Linked DNA regions of Oryctolagus cuniculus: region 1 is linked to region 2. Evidence: chromatin contacts called from public Micro-C data. All regions are on one chromosome and are shown on one strand. The core of a region is the stretch at or near the end of the contact, and the rest is flanking DNA. Distances in the headings are between cores, read along the strand shown. Region 1 holds the start of ARHGAP35 (Rho GTPase activating protein 35). Region 2 overlaps ARHGAP35 (Rho GTPase activating protein 35).

Evidence for each region. A called contact is a pair of places that touch in the nucleus more often than the background predicts.
Region 1: a contact with region 2 is called in a Micro-C map of ear pinna, with 2.9 times the contacts expected there. The contact joins the promoter of ARHGAP35 here to the enhancer-like site in region 2. A contact is called at or near these places in 4 of 6 Hi-C or Micro-C datasets (ear pinna, embryonic fibroblasts, psoas muscle and 1 more).

Annotation. Positions count from the first base shown.
Region 1 is chr18:10,576,801-10,582,373 of mOryCun1.1, reverse strand. ARHGAP35 (Rho GTPase activating protein 35) reads left to right here and starts at 4,311. Exons shown (of 7, transcript XM_051837363.2): 1 at 4,311-4,606. It overlaps LOC138846424 (a long non-coding RNA gene), which reads right to left. Exons shown (of 2, transcript XR_011383904.1): 1 at 5,488-5,573; 2 at 1,015-1,234.
Region 2 is chr18:10,482,266-10,487,296 of mOryCun1.1, reverse strand. The region is part of intron 3 of ARHGAP35 (Rho GTPase activating protein 35); the gene reads left to right. Among named protein-coding and RNA genes, the nearest start is that of NPAS1, 29 kb to the right of the region's middle. Within about 2 kb of position 2,831, at least 5 of the 8 cell types and tissues checked have an H3K27ac peak or open chromatin away from gene starts, as enhancers often do. A contact at or near this core is called in ear pinna, where this site is marked.

The sequences.
Region 1 (5,573 bases), core at 3,062-5,561, 94 kb before region 2:
GGGTTCTAGTCCCGGTTGGGGCGCCGGATTCTGTCCCGGTTGCCCCTCTTCCAGGCCAGCTCTCTGCTATGGCCAGAGAGTGCAGTGGAGGATGGCCCAGGTGCTTGGGCCCTGCACCCCATGGGAGACCAGGAAAAGCACCTGGATCCTGGCTCCTGCCTTCGGATCAGCACGGTGCGCCGGCGGCAGCGGCGGCCATTGGAGGGTGAACCAACGGCAAAAGGAAGACCTTTCTCTCTCTGTCTCTCTCTCTCACTGTCCACTCTGCCTGTCAAAAATTAAAAAAAAAAAAAAGATAAAAAAAAAAAAGATACTCGCATCCCACATGGAGCGCATGAGTTCAGTATTAAAAAAAAAATTAAAAAAGGTGAGCCTGAATTTGAGAGTCAGACTGTGTGAGGTTGGATCAGTGAATACGTCCTGGGGCAAGGTGCAAGTGTGTAGAGAGGAGTGAGTCGTGTGACCAGCGATCCAGTGAGCAACAGGGACAAACTGTCCGCCCTACACACAGCGACGCAGGTGGACACACAGCGAGGGACGAAACAGCCATGAGCTGGAGCACGAACTCCACGATTCCATTATGTAAAGTGCAAAAACAGGCAAAACGAACCTGCAGGTGGGTGGGGCCGGATGAGCGAGTGGGAGAGGGACCGGTGGCCCTGACAGGTTGGTGTCGCTGTGTTTCTTTATCTTTATCTCGGTGCTGTTCTCCGTGAATTCCCATGAGGCTGTGCCCTTGCAATGTGGGCACTTCTTGGTGTGTGTTATATTTGAATCTGAGTTTTGTAAAACCATGGGGTGAGTGTACAGGTAAGCTGCTGCTTAGGATGCCCACATCCCACATTGGAGTTCTTGGGTCCCAATCCTGGTTCTGCCGCCAATCCACTTTCCTGCTGGGAAGCAGTAGGTGACGACTCAAATAGTTCAGTTCCTGCCACTCCCCTGTAGCTCCAGGTTTTGGCCAGACCCAGTCCTGGCTGTTGTGGGGATTTGGGGACTGAATCGTTCAAATAATTTTTTTTAAGGATTTATTTTATTTATTTGAAAGAGTTACAGAGGCGGGAGGGGGGGAGAGGTCTTCCATCTGCTGGTTCACTCCCCAATTGGCCGCTACGGCTGGAGCTGCGCCGATCCGAAGCCAGGATCCAGGAGCCTCCTCCAGGTCTCCCACGTAGATGCACGGGCCCAAGGACCTGGGCCATCTTCTACTGCTTTCCCAGAACATAGCAGAGAGCTAGATCGGAAGAGGAGCAGCCGGGACTCGAACCAGCGCCCTTATGGGATGCCGGCACTGCAGGCGGCGGCTTTATCCGCTACGCCACACTGCCGGTCCCTCAAATAAATTAAAAAAAAAAAACATTTTTTTTTTCAAGTTTATAAACATAGAGCTTCACCGTGCACCTCGCCCAGCAGATAATCAGCGCGTGCGCACTAAGTGTCAATCGCGAGCCCGGTGCTGAGAATGCGAGGCGAATCTGAGCATCCCCGCCTCCGGGTCCTTCGTCGTGATTGGCTACGCTGCTGACCAATGGCGGAAGAGTTCCCCGCTCGGCCACGCCCCGGCCGCTGGGCGCTTCAGCCACCTGCAGCTCGCTCGGTTAGGTTTGTAGGCGGCGCTGTGGGCTCGCCGACTGGTCGGTCACGCTCAGGGCTGGTCCCCACCCTCCGATTTTTTTCAGATCCTCAGGAATGGGGAGACTATGACCCTGCGACCCTGCCCTCTTTGCAAAAATTATTTTTTTGCGGGTTGTTCTGCGTGCGTATCTAAAGACGAGGTTCGGGACCCCATGCCGGGTCTCGGACCACCGGCCATTCGGGCTCCCCAGGCCGATGCTTGGGAAATCTGGACAGCGGCCCAAGCCTGCAGCCGGCACTGCTCTCGGTCGGCCGATTGTGTATCCTGGTGCGGAGGCTGGCCGGGTGCGCGGGGGGTGGCTACACCAGCTGGTGGCCACCAGCCTGCTCGAGCCCCGAAGACAACTGCGGAGTTCGGCGCCCCTCCTCCTCGGGAGCTCCCCCTGCCTGGCGCTCCAATCTGTGCCTGGGACATCGGGCGGTCACCACCTCGGTCCTGGCCCTGCCCTCTCGGAGCGTACAGGCTCAAGGGACAGAAAGACCTGTCACCAGACAGGATGACTCAGAGTGGTGTGGGCTGGGATGAGGGGGCCTGGGGCAGGGCGGCGGGGGGGGGGGGTCGGGGACTCAGGCTGTGGGATCCAGGAAGACCTCCTGGAAGAAGCGGCAAGGAGTTTTGTCTATGTGGTGCCACGGCTCCCAGTGCCAACCGGCCTCTGCGTTGGACATGGGAGGCATTCATTTATTCATTAACAAATATTTATTGTGGGTCATTTGACAGACGGGAACGTGCCAGAGTTCCTGATGTCAAAGGGTTCACAGGTAGAATGGTGCCGCCCCAATAGAGCTTTAAGCCCGGATGTGGGGTTATGAAGAGGCAGGGTGCGGCCGGTCACCAGTGGAGCGGGTCTGAGTCTCAGGTCTGTCACGTACCACCTGTGTAACCTCTCCCACACACGGTGTCGGGAGGGTTAAGTGAATCCACACTATTGCCTGGAACAGAGTGTTCCTGTTTATTCAAGACTGAAGGGGCAGGCGAAATCCCGGAGGCCACTCTGAGGAAGTGATGTCAAGACAGAGTTGAGCGGTAAGGTGGAGTTGATACCCCAAAAGAGGGAAAGTGGGGACCGCGGTGGGCTAAGTCTGTGCCTGTGTCACAGGCTTGGCAAGGCTGGACAGACCCAGAACGCTGTGTAGATAAAGACATTCATTTGAGGTTGGGGTGTCTCTCCTGTTCCCCGCTTTCTATGTTCCCTCAAGTGATCTCAAAATCACCGATGTTTGCAAAGACAGCCTGGGCGCCTGACTGGCAGCCCAAAACGTCTTTACAAAAGTTTTTAAAAGTCATATGTAAAAATCAGACTAGATGCATTAAAAGTGCTAAACTGAAGAAAAACGTTCATGGGAAAAATCTTTGATCAGAAGAGCTTTATTGAATGGGACGTTCTAGAATTCGACTCCACGTCATTTTACGTAGTAGAGCACTGAACTTCGTGCGTGGCGTGAGTTTTAGCATTTTTTAAGTATAAGGAGTTCCCCCTTATCCGCAACATGAGTGCTGGGCTTCCCAGAGAGATTACACTCACGTAACTTGAGAGAGAGACCTCTTCATGCATTCCACAGAGGCTGACTCGGCGGCGCCGGGAAAGCCCCTCTCCCACCATCCCACCCCTGCTTCCGCACGAATCCCAGAGGGACCCCTTCTCGGTTCGGGGGACTCAAAGGTGACGGCGGCGGCCCCTCCCATCGCTGCCTCCCCTCCAGCGTCCGTAACGCCGGCTGCCTTCCAGCCATTTGCCCGGCGCTGGGCTGGCGGGCAAGGAGGCACGCCGAGCCAGGCCGGGCCGCCTTCCTCGTCCCAGGGACCCGGCCCACCTCGGGGTCAAGAGCAAGTCGGGCCGCCACGCGGGTCGCAGGCGCAGGTCCCCCGGCGCAGAGCACGCGCTCCGCAGCCCCGCCCCTTCTTCCGGGACGACGAATCGCCAGGCTCGGATTGGGCTGCGGCGGGCCACGCCTCCTCGCGCTGCCCAATCAACTCCCTCCCTGGGTGCGCTCCCTCCTCCCCGGCCCCGCCCCACCGCCCCACGTTACGTCGCCCCCTCTCTCTCTTCCTCCGTTATCCCGGGGGCCGCGGCTAGCGCGGCAAGCCCACCTCCCCGTGCCTCCCATTGGCTACCTAGGTCCCGCGCGAGCGGGATCGCGCCCTTTGCCCCCGCCTCCAGAGCCAGGCCATGCCTCTCCGCTCCAGTTTTCTCCTAGAGACCGCGCGAGGCTGCGGGGGGCGGCAGCGGCTGCTCCCGGCGCGCGCAAGGACGCGCGCTCCCACGGCGGGCCACGCCCTCCGCCTCGCGCCGGCCTCGGGCAGCCCCTTCCGCGCACGCGCACTCGCTCGCCCCGCTCCCTCAGCCCGTTCGCGGGTCTCCTCGCGCTCGGTGTCGCCGCCGCCGCCGCAGTCGCAGGAGCGGCATTTCCTCGGGGCGCAGGCGCACTGCACCGCCCGCTCCCAGTCCCAGACCGCAGCGGGCGCGCAGGCGCTCTCGCGGCTCCCGCTGCCTCGCGCCGGTTATCCGCACCGCCCCTCCCGCGGCGCGCGCCCAGGGGCCGTTATCCCCCTGCAGCGGTCCCGCGCCGCGCACGCGCAGTCCTGAGGCGGGGGGGTGCGTGTGTGTGTGTGTGTGCGCGCGCGCGGGCGCGGCGGCCGCAGGAAGGAGGCGCCGCCGCCGCCGCCATTGCGAGGGAGGAGGGAGGGAGGGAGCGAGCGAGGCTGGTCCGCCCTCCCCCTGGTTCCCGCCCCTCCCCCCTTCCCCTCCCCGCCCCCCGCCCCGAGGGAGAGCCGCGGCGCGGCGGGAGGAGGAGGTGGAGGAGGCGGAGGAGGGAGCCCGCGAGGGAGGGTCCGCCCGGCCCCCCGCCGCCGGAGCCGCCGCCGCCGCCGCAGCCGCCGCTGGACGAGGAGCAGGGGAACATGGCGCCGGGGCCGCCGTCGCCGCGGCCGGGATCCCCGAGGCCGGGGCCGCGCTGAGGGCGCAGGCTGGTGAGTGCGCGAGCTCGCGGGCCCCGGGCGGCGAGGCCGGGCGCCGCCCCGCTGCGGGGTCCAGGGGGAGGCGGGGACGGCGGGGCCCGGAGCCCGCGAACAATGGAGGAGCCGGAGGGGGAGGGGAGGGAGCGGCCCCCCAGGTCCCCGGGCCCCGCCGGCCCCGCCGCGTCGCGCTCGGGCCCGGCCCGCAGGGCCCGCCTGCCCTTCGGACTCGCCCCTGTCCGCCCGGGGCCTGCTGTCCCCGCGTCTGCTCCCATCCCCAGCCCGTCGGGACCTGGTGTCTGCCTGGCCCCCCACCCCCGTCAGCCCTCCCTGCTCGCAGTTCCGCGCCTCCCCTCCCCTCCCCTGCCCCTCGGGGATGCCCTTGGCCGCTCCTGGCCTCCGCAGTGCCCTGGGGACCCACCTCCTCCCCGGTGACCCCTTGTGCATCCCTGCGTTCCGCTCCCCGATTCTGCTGCCACCACGCTGGGGCTCTGGCCCCGGCTCCTGGGTGGACCTGTCCGGTAGTCCTGCCTCCCGGTCTCTCGCGCCCCCAGGAGCTGTCCCTTGAGGACCTGCGGGTGCTTCTTGGAGATCCAGCCAACACCCCCGTTCGCGGGGGCACGGCTGCGCCCAGGTCTTCGCCTAGGACGTCCCTGCTCCTCCCCGGGGGCCCTGCAGCCCTTCGCGTCGGGCCCTCGTCTCCATCCCGGGGATGCTGCTGGCCGGGCCTCTGGCCCCGCAGCCCCTGCGTGCGCCGTGCTGGCCTGCTGCCCCGCTCAGCTTTTGCTCCAGACCTTTCTGCCTCCCTGCTCTGCCCCTCGCCCGACCTCGGTGCCTGCTGGGCCTCCTCCCCCTTCAAGGTGCCTGCCTGCCCTCTCTAACCAGCCGGAGCTCACCCCCAGTTCCCTCGCAGGTGTCCTCGTCCGCGCCTTCTTCTCGGGGCTCCTCTGAGCTGCCCTGCCGGCCGCTCCCTCTTTTTGGG
Region 2 (5,031 bases), core at 1,582-4,081:
GCCTCTGCCACCCACGTCGGGAGACCCCAGTTGAGTGGGAGGCTCCTGGTTTCAGCCTCAGCGAACCCTGGCTGTTGTGGGTGTCGGACGAGTGACCCAGTGGATGGAAGATCGCAGGGTCTCTTCCCCCGTCCCCACCCATCTGCCTTTCAAGTAGATGAAAATATTTTTAAACTTTTTTTTTTTTTTTTTTTTGACAGGCAGAGTGGACAGTGAGAGAGAGAGACAGGAAGAAAGGTCTTCCTTTGCCATTGGTTCACCCTCCAATGGCCGCCGCGGCCAGCGCACCGCGCTGATCTGAAGGCAGGAGCCAGGTGCTTCTCCTGGTCTCCCATGGGGTGCAGGGCCCAAGCACTTGGGCCATCCTCCACTGCCCTCCCGGGCCACAGCAGAGAGCTGGCCTGGAAGAGGGGCAACTGGGACAGAATCCGGCACCCCGACCGGGACTAGAACCCGGTGTGCCGGCGCCGCAAGGCGGAGGATTAGCCTAGTGAGCCATGGCGCCAGCCTAAACATTTTTTAAAAAGCCATTGAGTCGTGTACTCTTAAGCAGATGAGTTGTATGGCGTGTGCATTACATCTCTAGAAAACTGTTCTAAAATGCTGATAGTAATAACGCATAAAGAGCCGTCAGCTCTGCTGTGTGCCCATCCCAGGTGGGAGGCCGTGGTCGCATAGACGCACGCGGCAGCAGCAAGAATAGCCACAGCGCTGTTTCCGTTTTTTGGGAAGATCTTAGCCGTCTCCCCACCGTGTTTCAGTGAGGGGGGTCAGAGTGCAGTGGCTCTCAGTTTGTTCCTTCCCACAGAGGGGGCCTGGCACACACCTGCTGAAGTGGACACCCAGTATGGGGGGCACTTCGATGGTGGTGGGGTGCGTCGTGTTTCAAAGAATTGCAGCCCGATTTGTGCTAGAACTGCCCTTCAGAAAGTTAGTAAATGGAAAATGGCTGCTAAGTATTTTCTTTAAGATTTGTGTATTTATTTGAAAGTCAGAGTTACACAGAGAGGAGAGGCGGGGCGGGGGGGCTCTTCCATCTGCTGGTTTACTCCCCAGCGGGCCGCAATGGCCGGAGCTGCCCCGATCCTGAGCCAGGAGTTTCTTCCGGGCCTCCCACGGGGGTGCAGGGGCCCAAGGACTTGGGCCATCTTCTGCTTTACCCAGGCCACAGCAGAGAGCTGGATTGGAAGAGAAGCAGCTGGGTCTTGAGCTGGCGCCCATGTGGGATGCCAGCGCTTCAGGCCAGGGCGTTAACCCGCTGTGCCACAGCGCCGGCCCCTGCTAAGTATTTAAAATAAACACTGTGCATGTGTGTTCAGTGTTCCTCGCTAAGAGCAGACTCTGACGGTGCCCTGAAGGAAGATGGCGGAGGAAAGGGCAGCTGAAGCTGCTGCTGGCTCCCTGCTTGCTCACTGACTGGGACAGGCTGCACGAGCCCCGGCACTCAGTGGGGTTGCCCAGCGCCCTGTCTGCAGGCAGCGTGGCTGGGCGCCTGAGCAGGTGCCTTCGTTGCTCCGCGTGCCCTAGAGGAGGTAACGTGTGCTGTGCCACTCGCAGCTTCGGCCGCCAAGGCCCGCCCTTCGTGTTTGCGTGAGTCTGATAGCGCAGCAACCTGCGACAGGTTTCAGTCTTTCCAGTTTCCGAGGAGAATGGGGTTCGGGAAGATGAAAGCTGGGGCTGAGGTTTGAACCCAGGGCCATTGCCCTCCTGGCAACGAAGCCATCCCGTGAAGCCCAGAGGACAGGCCGGTGTCGCGGGCTCTGGGGCTCTGCTCCCCGACACCGAGTACCTGCGAGGATCTCTCTCCGGACACCGGCTCGGGGTGCTGTTCCTCCCGGCCCCCATCTCCGCCCCCTGCCACTAGCCGGGTGTGCAGCTGTTTGCCTCAGTTCTGACAGAGGCTTCAGGGCGTGGCCCCTCCTTCAGACGCCAGGGCAAGTGTCGGGGCCACCCAGCTGCCACAGCCCCTGCCCTGGGTTTGCTGATGTGCTGGGCTGACTCCCAGAATGCGAGAAAAGACTTTCTTATGTGTTATGTGTACTGACTCATACTCAGGAACAGCCAGATGGGAGAGTGGGCTTGCTGCCCCAGAAGCTTGCCCAGCCCTGTTGTTTGGGGTTGTATGGAGTTTCCATTACATGGGCATGGCTGATTAGATCATCAGCCATGAGTAGCAAGAGGTGTTCCTGTCACTCGAAATGACAAGGATGTTAGACGCTCCCTACAGGGAACTGAGGACAAATGCTATTTCCTGTTATGCCGCCCTGCTCCTTCCACCCCCGCCAGGATCCCTCAGTCTACAGCCTCGCCGTGGGCTTCCGAGGACACTCAGGGAGGAGGCTGTATCCAGCACGGCCCAGTGGTGCGGGGTCTGTGTGCCTCGGGTCAGCAGTGACAGCCGGACACCGTGTGAGGCGTCCTCCTCGCAGAGCGCCCTCCCAGGAGCTGAGAACCACATTCATCTCATAGCACCCACCCCCTTCACAGGAGGAAGCAGAAATCCTGGAGTCCTTGAGGCAGAGGCCACCCACAGCCCACAGAACAGGAAGGCCAGGGCCCACATTCCAGCCCTTTGTTCTGGGCTTCAGGCTGCTGGAGCTGCACGTGGTGGCATCGGAAGCGCAGACTCAGAATTTTACCGAATTCCCTCCCAACTGGGAAATACTTACCCTGCAAAAAGCCTCCACATTCCCAAACACATTGATCATGGCCAGTTTCTAGAGCTGCCAGCACGGGGAGTGGGCGGGACCAGAGCCGTTGGCTTCGGTCATGGACTGCCCTGCAATCCAAGAGGCCAGGTCTGCAATTCTGTCTTTGCGACAAGTTGCTGATTTCAGTACCGATTCTCGTGCCTGTCCCTGTGACCGTGTAATAGATGCAGGCGTGGATACCCAACAGGCCTTGTGGGGGAAATTGCCATGTTTGTGTTGCTTTGAATCGGTGACGAAGTGCTAAAATATGAGGTCTATGGTTTTCATCCACTGTGATTTTTATGGGGGTTCTTGTTACTTAATCCCTCCTTTCCCCTTTGTTTGAGGTTTATTAGCAAGTTGTTTTCCCATAGTCCAAGTAATCTTAAAGGCTTTCTCTGCCTTGTTTTATTTACCACCTCCCATGCACTCATGCCTCCTTACCCTCCTGTGTTTCTTCTTGGAAACTGAGCACAAGTCACTTGCATTCCAAAAATTCCTCCTGGCCATAGAGGCCTGCAGTCAGCTCGCCAGCTCTCGCCTGTTCCAGATAAGCGGAGTTCATTTAGCTTGTGACTCGGCACTGCGAGCGGATTTCCTCCGGCCCCGTGCCCTGGCAGGCCGCCTGAGGGCCCAGCAGCCAGGGAGTAGGGCTTGTTTCACAGAGTGGGCCTGCCTTCCGTCCAAAACAGAAATAGTCTGGGTGGCAGCCCAAGTGCCCGACAGTTCCCACAGGCCGGCCTTGCCCTGAGCCAGCCCAGAGGGGAGGGACTGGATTTGCCCTGCCAGAGACAGCAGCGTGTCGTGGAAGGACAGCCCGCCTGCGCCATCAGACCTGATTAGCTGGGGAGACCCTGTGATCTTGCTTGCTTTCGCACTCTGCCCATTCCTCTGTCACACGCACAGCCCTTGAGCTGCCTTGCTGATGGGTCTCACGCTTCATCCTCTCGCTGTGCTCCTAGCGCTGTGAGAAAGCAGAGGTCATGAAGGCCCTAATGGGGCCCGAGGGTGGTGGCAGGTGCTGCCCACCTGCTGAGCTCGGTGCTGGGTGCTTTGTGAGCAGGAGTTCATGGAATCGGTGCAGGCCCAGACACCATCCCATTTTTCAGATGAAGCCATTTGCCCATGGCGTGATGGCAGGTGTTCAGCCCAGCCCTGACTCTGGAAACCCAGTCCCTGGCAGGTGCACGAAGTAACTCCCATCTCCACCTTTCCCTGATCCGTGCACCGGAGCCAGTGAGCCCAGCACAGGTCTGGGTGGAAAGGGGGGGCACTGAGCCAGCTTTGGTGGAGAGGTGCAGCTCTCTGGGGCGCCCAGCGGCTGGCTCTCAGACTAGGGAATTCGCCAGCGGTCAGCAGAGAAGCGAGGCAGGAGGTTCCTGGGGAAAGGGCACCCCGAGACCCCAGCGATGGGAGGAGGAGCGCCTGCAGTGCCTGTGCTAGGGTTCGCTGTGTGTGCCTGGCCCTGGCCCTGCCCCAGCTGGGGGGGTGGGGGCAGAAGACACAGCCCGTTCTCTGCTCACACAGACTTGGAGTCTCCCGGGGGCACCAGCGTTAAGCAAATAATCAGAGCTAGACCGTGACTTCTGGAGTGCTCAGTGCCATACAGACGACCGGGCTGGAGTGTGTGGGGTTCAGCTCAGCTCTGAGATAGGCTGTGTGCGTGCAGTCCCAGCTCTGCTGTTTGTGGTGTGGCCCAGCCTCTTGGGTTGCAGGTCAGGGATGAGGGTGATGGTAGCCCGCAGCTCACAGCATGCGGGGGAGGGTGCGGTGCGGGACCGGCCAGGCGTGAGCACTGCCCAAACGCGAGCAGTGGCTGCCCTGACGCGCTGCCTCTGAGGGAGCTGTGTTTAGACCACCAAAGACCGAGGTGGCCCGTGGACACTGCCCCCCGAGGGAGGCCCTGCAAGGCAGGGGATTGGAGTGAAGTGGGTAGGAGCATGGGGCAGGCTTGAGCCTGGTGACCGAGTCCCCTAAGGCCACACATTGAGAAGTTTGTTTTATCCTAGACGGTAGGTCTGGGAGCAGCTTCTGGGCCCGAGGCTGTGGTCTTCTGACGGTGAAAGGTGTTCTCCGCGAAGAGGCACCGGGAAAGGAGGGGCTCTGGCCTGCGATGTGTGACATCCTGGCTCTGGCCATTGGAAGTCGGCAGCCCAAGCTAGCCTCTGCCTCCCTGTGTGCTCAGAGAGGCAGCCGCCTGTGTGTGTGGACACGATGCCCGAGGGTCCCCGTGTGCCGACGGCTGTTTCTTTGCCGTTCTCTTTGTTTAGCCAGGCGCCCCCTCACGGTGCTGCCGCAGCTCTGCAGAGTCACTCTGTGCTCGCCCCATGCTGCTGCACAC